3 separate regions of the Sus scrofa genome follow, and regions 1 and 3 are each linked to region 2. Evidence: chromatin contacts called from public Hi-C and promoter capture Hi-C data. All regions are on one chromosome and are shown on one strand. The core of a region is the stretch at or near the end of the contact, and the rest is flanking DNA. Distances in the headings are between cores, read along the strand shown. Region 1 holds the start of TSR1 (pre-rRNA-processing protein TSR1 homolog). Region 2 holds the start of DPH1 (2-(3-amino-3-carboxypropyl)histidine synthase subunit 1). Region 3 holds the start of MNT (max-binding protein MNT).

The links. Promoter capture Hi-C pulls out the DNA fragments that hold promoters and counts their contacts. Hi-C and Micro-C count contacts between places; a contact is called where the count stands out from the background.
Region 1: a Hi-C map of liver shows a contact between it and region 2, with 2.7 times the contacts expected there. The contact joins the promoter of TSR1 here to the promoter of DPH1 in region 2. A contact is called at or near these places in 2 of 5 promoter capture datasets (fetal liver and liver) and 1 of 47 Hi-C or Micro-C datasets (liver).
Region 3: a contact with region 2 is called in a promoter capture Hi-C map of liver, with 2.6 times the contacts expected there. The contact joins the promoter of MNT here to the promoter of DPH1 in region 2. A contact is called at or near these places in 1 of 5 promoter capture datasets (liver) and 1 of 47 Hi-C or Micro-C datasets (liver).

What each region holds. Positions count from the first base shown.
Region 1 is chr12:48,416,178-48,418,877 of Sscrofa11.1, forward strand. TSR1 (pre-rRNA-processing protein TSR1 homolog) reads right to left here and starts at 1,445. Exons shown (of 15, transcript XM_021067603.1): 1 at 398-1,445; 2 at 148-251. The coding sequence starts at 494. It overlaps SGSM2 (small G protein signaling modulator 2), which reads left to right and starts at 597. Exons shown (of 24, transcript XM_021067596.1): 1 at 597-731.
Region 2 is chr12:48,145,028-48,147,727 of Sscrofa11.1, forward strand. It overlaps DPH1 (2-(3-amino-3-carboxypropyl)histidine synthase subunit 1), which reads left to right and starts at 1,337. Exons shown (of 13, transcript XM_021067606.1): 1 at 1,337-1,468. The coding sequence starts at 1,405. RTN4RL1 (reticulon-4 receptor-like 1) reads right to left here and starts at 1,282. Exons shown (of 2, transcript XM_021067605.1): 1 at 821-1,282.
Region 3 is chr12:48,485,457-48,488,156 of Sscrofa11.1, forward strand. It overlaps MNT (max-binding protein MNT), which reads right to left and starts at 1,281. Exons shown (of 6, transcript XM_021067616.1): 1 at 835-1,281. The coding sequence starts at 907.

The DNA.
Region 1 (2,700 bases), core at 195-2,694, 270 kb after region 2:
GAGTCTGGGCCTGCATGCCTGACATGTGCTGTAGGGTTACTCTCCATCCCCCGCCCATTCCCAGGGTCACATTTTCTAGTTTTTTAGACATTATCCGCTCAGAAAGGTTGTGAAGCCACACTACTCCCCAATCCCCACTCCTCTCACCGCCTCCTTTTTCTGCTTTCGGAGCTGGCTGGCGCGATGCCTCTGGTCTACTCTGCTAAGATCTTTTCTCACCTTCTTGCTTAGAGTTTTCAGAGCTAGACGACCTAGAAGGATATTAGAAAGGACTCTTGGGCAAAGGTACTAGCAGAAGACCGGCTTCAGGCCGGAGATAGGAGGTAAATTCTGGGCATGGAGAGAAGTAGTTAATGTCGACCAAACAGCCCTTCTTCCTTCAACCCTATCTTCTCACCCTTGCCGTCCCGCTGCGCGGATCCACGACCACGATGCCGCCCGCCTTTGTGAGCTTTATTCTGCTGCTTGAGCGGGCCGGAGCGATGGGCCGCCATGCTGCCGCTCACATGTACCAAGTCAGCACTACTTCCGGAACAGGCCGAACGCTTCCGGCCCCCTCAGTGGGGGCGTGTCCTCCCCTGGCGGGGTGGGGCGCCACGCGTACTCTCGCGAGGATCTCTGCTACCCGGTAGTGAGAGCTTTGAGCTAGCGTCTCCGCAAAACCTGCACGTAAAGTTTCCCCTGTGGTAGTTTGCTGTTGGGTGCTTCAAAACGGCGGGTGTAGAGTCAAGGTTTGGGCTCTCGGTCTCCCTTGTATTTTCATTTTTTGCGCTGTTCTCTTAGGAAGATTCTCCATTCGTGCGTTAGAAGGCAAAGCCCCTCCTCTCAGCTTCGTTTAAGCCGCTCCTCAGTTTGCTGCAGCAGGTGTCCTTTATTACTTTAAGCAACGTTGCCTCGCCCTCCATTCCCAGGTGGGGCTGTTTAAATCTACAAGGCAAATGGTGTGGACGGCGCAGGTCTCACCTCCACAGGCTCCGTAAAAGCTCCTGTTCGTCTCGGTTACCCCAACCCGCACCCCCGCCTCCAACGTAGCTGCAAGAAGGGACAGGTGGGACGTGGCGACCCCTCGGGGGTAGGACGGCTGATTTTGATTCTCGTGCCCTCAGGGCTGACGAGCCTCTACAGGTTGGGGCGGCCGCGCTCCCGCTCATCTCCCCACAGGCTTTGCAGCTGAGGGCGCCCGGCTGGCAGGAGGGTTTGAAGAAACGCTAGCATTCCGCGGACTTTCTCCCAGCCATGGGACTAATGTCTTCCCCGTGGCCAGACTCGAGGCGCTGGGGGCCCCAGCCCTTCCCGTCGGGAAAACGAGCGGGTAGGAATCAGGGACATCTAGCTGGATGGGGGCTAGCTTCGGAGCGAAGGACTCTGCCCTCAGTCGCGGGGTCCCGGGCGCGCCCCGCCTCCTCGCCCCGCGCTGTGCTAGGCCAGCTGCTGGCCCTCACAATGCGGGTTCGCGCCCTCGGGGCTGGAGCAGCGCGCGTTGCCATGACAGCGGCTGGCGTGGCGCGCGCCCCGGCCTGCCGCCCGCAGGCGCGCACAGCCTCCCCCCGCCCGACCCCTCCCCCCCGCGTGGCTGAGCGCACCCCCCCACCCCGCCCCCGGCTGTGGGAAGGGGCCGGGCCAGCCTCCTGACGTCTGTGTGGGGCTCGGAAGATGGCTGCGGAGCCCAGCACCGGGCAGTGGCTGCGGCTGCAGCAGCGGGCGGGGAGCGCGGCGGGCGGGGGCTCCTCCTGGTGCGTGGGGCGCTGAGCTGAGAGGCGCGGAGGCGGCGAGGGCGCGTGAGGGGCTTCGGGGGCCGCCGGGCACCTCCTCCCAGTCAGCCGCCGCACGATGGGCAGCGCGGAGGACGCAGTCAAAGAGAAACTGCTGTGGAACGTGAAAAAGGAGGTAAAGTCAGGGCACCGACCCCCGGGTGCTCGCGTCCTTGCCCCCGCGGCCCGGGGGACTGACAGATCGGCGCCCATCTCCGGACGCTGGCCTCGGGCGGGGGCGGGGTCCTGGACTGGGGTCTCACGCACCACTCCGGGTCAGCGGGCAGCTCCCCTCGGTCCCCGGAGCTAGGCAGGCGCTCCTAGGCTTGTTTGCTCTGAGATCCCGCAGCTCCCCGCCCTGTGGCAACCGGCAGTGCTGGGAGAGCGAGACCGAGGTCGGGGGAGGGGTGCCGGCGATTTCTGGAGAACCTGAGGTGCCCATTCATTATCCGCGCCGAGTGGGGAGGGGGCGGGGCCCCGCGCGGGCCTCCACGGCGCTAAACTGGTGACTTGGGGGCTTAGCTCGGGTTTACCCTACACCCCATCTGGTTATTTTTCTGAGTCGCGACTGCAGGAAGGTTCGCCCGCACACCTTCACTGCTTCTCACTCCACGCCCACCTCCATACCCAGAGGCTAGGGGGTTTATTGAGTATGGTTAAAACTCAGGATTTTTTCCTCTTTTGAGGAGCCCCCTCGCCCTGTCAGAAAGAGAAAAAGCCTCTCTCTGTACTGTACTAATGTCCTTTACTTTGACCCTGCCCTAAAGCCCATTTCAATTTCATGGGGGAGGGGGAGATGTGCCCATGTGAATGACTCACCCACATCTGAGAGCTAGAGAGCTCAAACCTACAGAGTGGATTAGGAATGGATTAGGCCTCTGGATGGAGCCTTACACTCCTCCCACCTACCTCTCTGCCAGATGTGTAAACTCCACGAAAGCAGGAAACC
Region 2 (2,700 bases), core at 87-2,586:
GCTACTCTGCTGGAGCCAATCTTTCCCTCTTGGAACACACAGCTGCAGCCAGAGCGACAACTGTCCACAGGCTGGGCCTTAGGGTCCTGAATGGGGAGAGACTCGACTCAGATTGTTCCTGGAATTGAGATCCTGCACCCTGGTCCAGAGAACCTGGAGGAAATGGGAAAGTCCAGGCTGGACTCTTGTCAAGGTGACAGGGTGTTCCTTGGACCCATGTTGGCTACATTCCTGTCCAAAGCTGTGATTGTCCTAAGAGCATCAGTTGGTGGTCTGAGAGGCAGAGCACTGACCCCTTCTGGTCCTCCCCTTGGCTGCTCATTCCCAGCCTGCTCAGCCAGCCCTCCTCTCTGGGCAGCCTCCCAGGCAGGGCCTGTCCCTGGCTGCTTGTTTTTCACTTCTCCCTGCACCTTAATTAGGAGTTTCCAAGCAGGGAGGGCCTCCAGGGGAGCCTGAGGCCAGAGAGCTGCCTTAAAGGGCCAGATGTGCTCACACAGAGCAGAGAAAAAGATGGTGTGCCAGAGGGCTGGGTGGGCAAACAGCCCTGGGGGAACCTTGCTCTAGGGGGCAGACCTTGCTGCAAGCCAGTCCTGCAGGTACCCTGCTCCTCCAAAGGCCAAGTCTGTCTCGCTGGCTGTTCTGACTTCTCTTTGGGATCCCAGGAGCTCAGGCCCCTGATCAGGAGAAAGGCTACCAAGGCCTGAGAGGCAGCCTAGGCAGGGCAAACACTGGCCAGAATCTGGAAGGTTTAGGCAGTTGAGACCTTGGACTTCTGAACCCTCCCGGGAAAGCACCCTCAGGCCGGGGCGGGGGGTCTTACCCTGGTAGCAGTTTTTCACACGTGAACCTTTCACTCTGTGGGTTCTAAGGTGTAAGGAGCACCCCGGCGCTCCGGAAATCGGCACCAAGCTTCAACTTGGAACTGGCCCGGTGGCCGGTGAGTTCTGTCCTGTCCAGTCAGTGGGGTCCTCAGAGGCTGGGAATGCGCCCCTACCCACCGCCACCAGGGCCCATAACCGAGGAGACACGGAGGAGAGCTGAAGGAAGACCTGGTGGTATCCCCATTCACAAGACTCTGTCCGCAGAACTGGGCCAAAAAGTTGGCAAATAGAGGGGCACCATTCCGGGAGAGCCAGTTTCGGGCTGCCGGGAAGGAAGGGGAGGTGGGACAGAGTCGCCGAGAGCACGCAACAGCGGTGGTCGGGGACCACTAGGGGCTCCGGAGAGTCACGACCTTCGGAGCTGAGGCAGGGGCCCACTCTAGCCACGCCCCTATCTTTCTCCTTCACGGTCCCCGCCTCCCAAATCCCCGCCCGTCGCTGGCCGATCGGCGATCGATCGCGCTTGTCTGCGCTCTCAGCGTTCTTCTAGTGCTGTCTTTCTGGTCCCAACGTGGGCCAGGTGATGATGGCGGCGCTAGTTGCGGCCGAGGCCACAGAGCCCCGCGGCCGAAACGGCCCGGGCAGAGGTGGGTACTACACGGGTGCGGCCTCTGGACCTCGCATCTTGGCATAGGGTCCCCAAGTCAGGGACAGGACCAGCCCCCTTTAACGGCAGCGGCGCCTTTCTGCGCCAGACTCAGAAGGCCTCGCGGTCACTTCCTTCGGGCTGCTGTCGCTGGAGCCCAGGGGGACCGGCCCTTCTTTTGTAGCCGTAAGGCATGGTCAGGAGCAGCCCCTCCTAGGAGCTCGTAGTCCTCAAGCCGTAAACGCTGCCTCCCTGCCTTGGCGGGCAGACAGACGCTTGTAGACTCACGGATAGGACGGACCTGACAGGGAGGGAGGGAGCCAGGCATTCCCCTAGCGTGCCCTCGGAGAATGCTTCAGGGAAGAGGCGCAAGGTTTCATTCACCCGACCCTTGCAGCTGGCCTGTGCTAGGTGTATGGACTTGACTGCAGCCCTACCCTCAGGGATCTCTCGCAGTCTACGGAAGAATACTAACGTAAGCAGAAGGTTACAGCCAAGTGATAAAGGAGGAGGCGCCTACTGGCCCTTGGGACGAATTGAGCTGCTAGAATTAGCAGCTCCCACACCCCAGCAACACAAGGGACTTGAGCCTGTCAGAGGAGCTTCTGTGAGGGGCAGGAGTAGAGACACCGGCCCTTTGAGACAACTGAACAAAAATCATAGCAGTGGTAACCTTTAAATCTGGACTTAGAGTTCTAGCCTGCCATTCTAGTTCTCCACTGAACCATCACTACCACCACCCTTGCACCCACCCACCCCAGCCCCGGGCTGAAGTGTCAGGTCTGGCAGAATCCCTGGCAGAAGTTTAGGCATATAGTGCAGGCTCAATAAATAATTCGCTGAGGAGTTCCGTCGTGGTGCAGTGGTTAACGAATCCGACTAGGAACCATGAGGTTGCGGGTTCGAGCCCTGCCCTTGTTCAGTGGGTTAAGGATCCGGCGTTGCCGTGAGCTGTGGTGTAGTTCGAAGACAGGGCTTGGAGCCCGCGTTGCTGTGGCTGTGGCGTAGGACGGCGGCTGTAGTTCCGATTAGACCTCTAGCCTGGGAACCTCTATATGCCGCGGTTGCGGCCCTAGAAAAGGCAAAAAGACAAAATAAATAAATAAATAATAATAATAATAATAATAATTCGCTGAATAAATTCATTTCTCGCCTTGTCACATTCTAGAGCTGTCTGGTGCCTAAAGAGAGAACTGGGGATTGGGCTAAACTGAATTATGGGTAGTAGGATGC
Region 3 (2,700 bases), core at 31-2,530, 340 kb after region 2:
GCCGAGAGCGGGTTTAGAAGGCGCAGACACGCCACATTCCACACCGGCTAAAGTGGGGCGCAGCAAGGGGGGCCCCGGGTCTGCCCCCGGCGACCTTCGGGCCGTTTCACCGATGCACTAATCAGCCCGGCTCTCACCCAAACCCCTGACGCGCGACCCAGCCCAGTTGTGGGAGGCGGGGTCAGGCGGGGCTGGCCAGGATCATAAGACACGCGATGTCATTTTCATTCTGCAAAGGCCGCCTCCGCCCCAAGCGGCGAGTAAGATCTGCCAGGAGCGCCCCCCGCACCCACCCCACAAGACTAGGGAAGCCGGGGAGCTGCTTCGCGTAGAGTAATTCCACCCCCCACTCCGTTACACACACGCCCACTCGTGTGCACTAGACACTCACCCGTGTAAACGTCCGTTCATCCGCTCTCATCGAGGCTCGCATCACACATCCCCTGTGCACACACGCACACGCCCGCGGGTCTGCCACCCCCACGCAACACCATTCTTCACCCCACCCCCCGGCTCGCACATCCTCAGCCCTACCGAGGGCGCTGCTGGCCCACGCGAAAGGAGCCCCTCACGAAAGGTGCACAAGTGGTGGTAGGCAGCTGGGGTGGCGCCCACAGGAGCCGGGTCCCCCGCTGCATGTTAACGAATTCATTAATTAATTTCACTGCCCACAACACTCTTCCTCCGGTGCCGGTTCTTCCGCGGAGCCTTGCAATGCCCGGCTTCGCGAGCCGCCTGGGAGAGGGTTCCGCCCGCGGTTTCGGGTGGGCTCGGGTACCAGGGTCGCTCGCCTCCCCTTCCCCGCTGCCCTAGGGGCCCAGCCCGGCCGCTCACCACGTGCTCTCTGTTGTTGCTGCGCTTGCCATTCCAGGAAGCGGGCCGCCTCCAGTAGCGTCTCTATGCTCATCGCGCCGAGAGCTGCCGGGGGCGCGCCGGGGCCGAGACTGCGGCCCGCGAGTCGAGCACAGGTCAGGCTGGCGGGCAGGCAGGAGGGAGGGATCACCTCCGGGGGGCGACAGGGCTGGGCGGCGCAGCGCACTCCGCAGGGAAGAACGGGGAAGCACAGGGAGAAAAACCAATGTCTCCCCAAATATTTGCAAAATGTAATTTGCAAATTTAAATATATTGATGCAAAAAAAATAAGGCGGCACTGCCTCACTCCTTCCCCTCCCACTCTTCCTCCCTTCCAATGCCTCCCGCCCCGCGGCCCCCAGGAGTCCCGCCGACAAGAAAAGGCTTTGCAACAAGATGGCGAGGAGGCACCGACACACACAACAAGGGAAGGAGCCGCGCTGCCCCCGGCCGCCGCCCCCGCTACTACACCGGGGCCGCAGCCAAAGCCCGGACCGGAGCCCCCGCCCGCAGGGCCGCGGCTTCTCACGAAGGGAGGGGCGTGGTCCCGGGCAGGCTGGCCCCGCCCACTCAAGACGGCGAGCGCACACGTGGCCTGGGTGGGGTGGGAGAAGCTCCAGCCGGGTTCGCGCCCTGCATTTCCGCTTTCCCGCCTCCCCCCGCCCCGATTGCAAGCCACAAGTTTAGCAAGGGCTGCATGTTTGTGTCATTCACAACTAAAATTATCCTGCTGGAGGGAAGGAAGGGTGGAAAACTCAAGACTCGAGTTAGTTCAAATAAGGATATTCCAGGTCAAGGAAACCTTAGGCTGGTAGAGACTGGCCCGAACCCTGGGTCCACACGTGACCTAATTCCCGCAACCACCAGGCTGTCGCAATTCCCCCGGGATCCGCCCCTGGGCGGAGCTGACGGCAGGAGGCTGCCAGAGAACTGGCAGAGGGAGCGGAGTGGCGATCCTGTTCCGCGTTTTGTCTCCGTTCCTCCCCCCGCAGTGCGTTCGCATCCTATTAGGCGACGTCACCGGGCCGCGGGCCAATGGGCGGGCAGGACAACACGGCATGGAGCAGCTCCACATGGACACCCCGCGCCGCCAGCCTTCTGTTTAAAGGGCCAGTGTCTAGCAGGGTCACATTCGCGGGTGCGGATGGGGACGCTGTGTGAAGGGTGGGACTCCGAAAGGGAAATTGTGCAGTTGTGACCTGATCTACTCTTTACTTTTCACTATCCTCCCTCCAAAACAAAGTGTCTCCCTTTCCTTCCTATAAACTCTTGCCTTTGTCCACGCGCCTCTGAGGCGGGCGGAAACTCCAAATGTGCCACCCCAGAAGTCGCCCTTTGCTCTGGGGCCGGACCGAGGGCAAATTAGGCTAGGTGTCCAAAGCCCAGACCGAGGGGGCGTGGCGCAAATCGGGAACAACAACGTGGAGGGCGGAAGCTCGGCCCTCCCAGTGGCTGGGCAACCAAGGCGGGAGCGGGGGCGGGGCCACCCGCCCGGCCACTATCGCTCTCGCGGGCGGGGTAAGACCCCTGGCCTGGCGCTTCCTCTGGCGGCTTCTTGCGGTAGAGTTTGGAGGCGTTTGGGGTACAAACAGAATTTGGTCCGTTTACCCAAATTCTTAAACTTTGCAGATAAGGAAACTGAAGACCAGAAAGGATTTTTCTGCGGTCACTCAATATTCCAGTTGCTCCTTTCCCCATTGGAGCATTTATACCTGACCCCATGGATGATGACTCTTTTGAAGGCAGTTCTGGGGCAAGGCCCACAACTAGAAAAAAAAGTCATGGAGGAGTATCAAACTGCTCACACGGAAAGGGGGGGATCTGACCACTTAACGTATTGTGATGGCG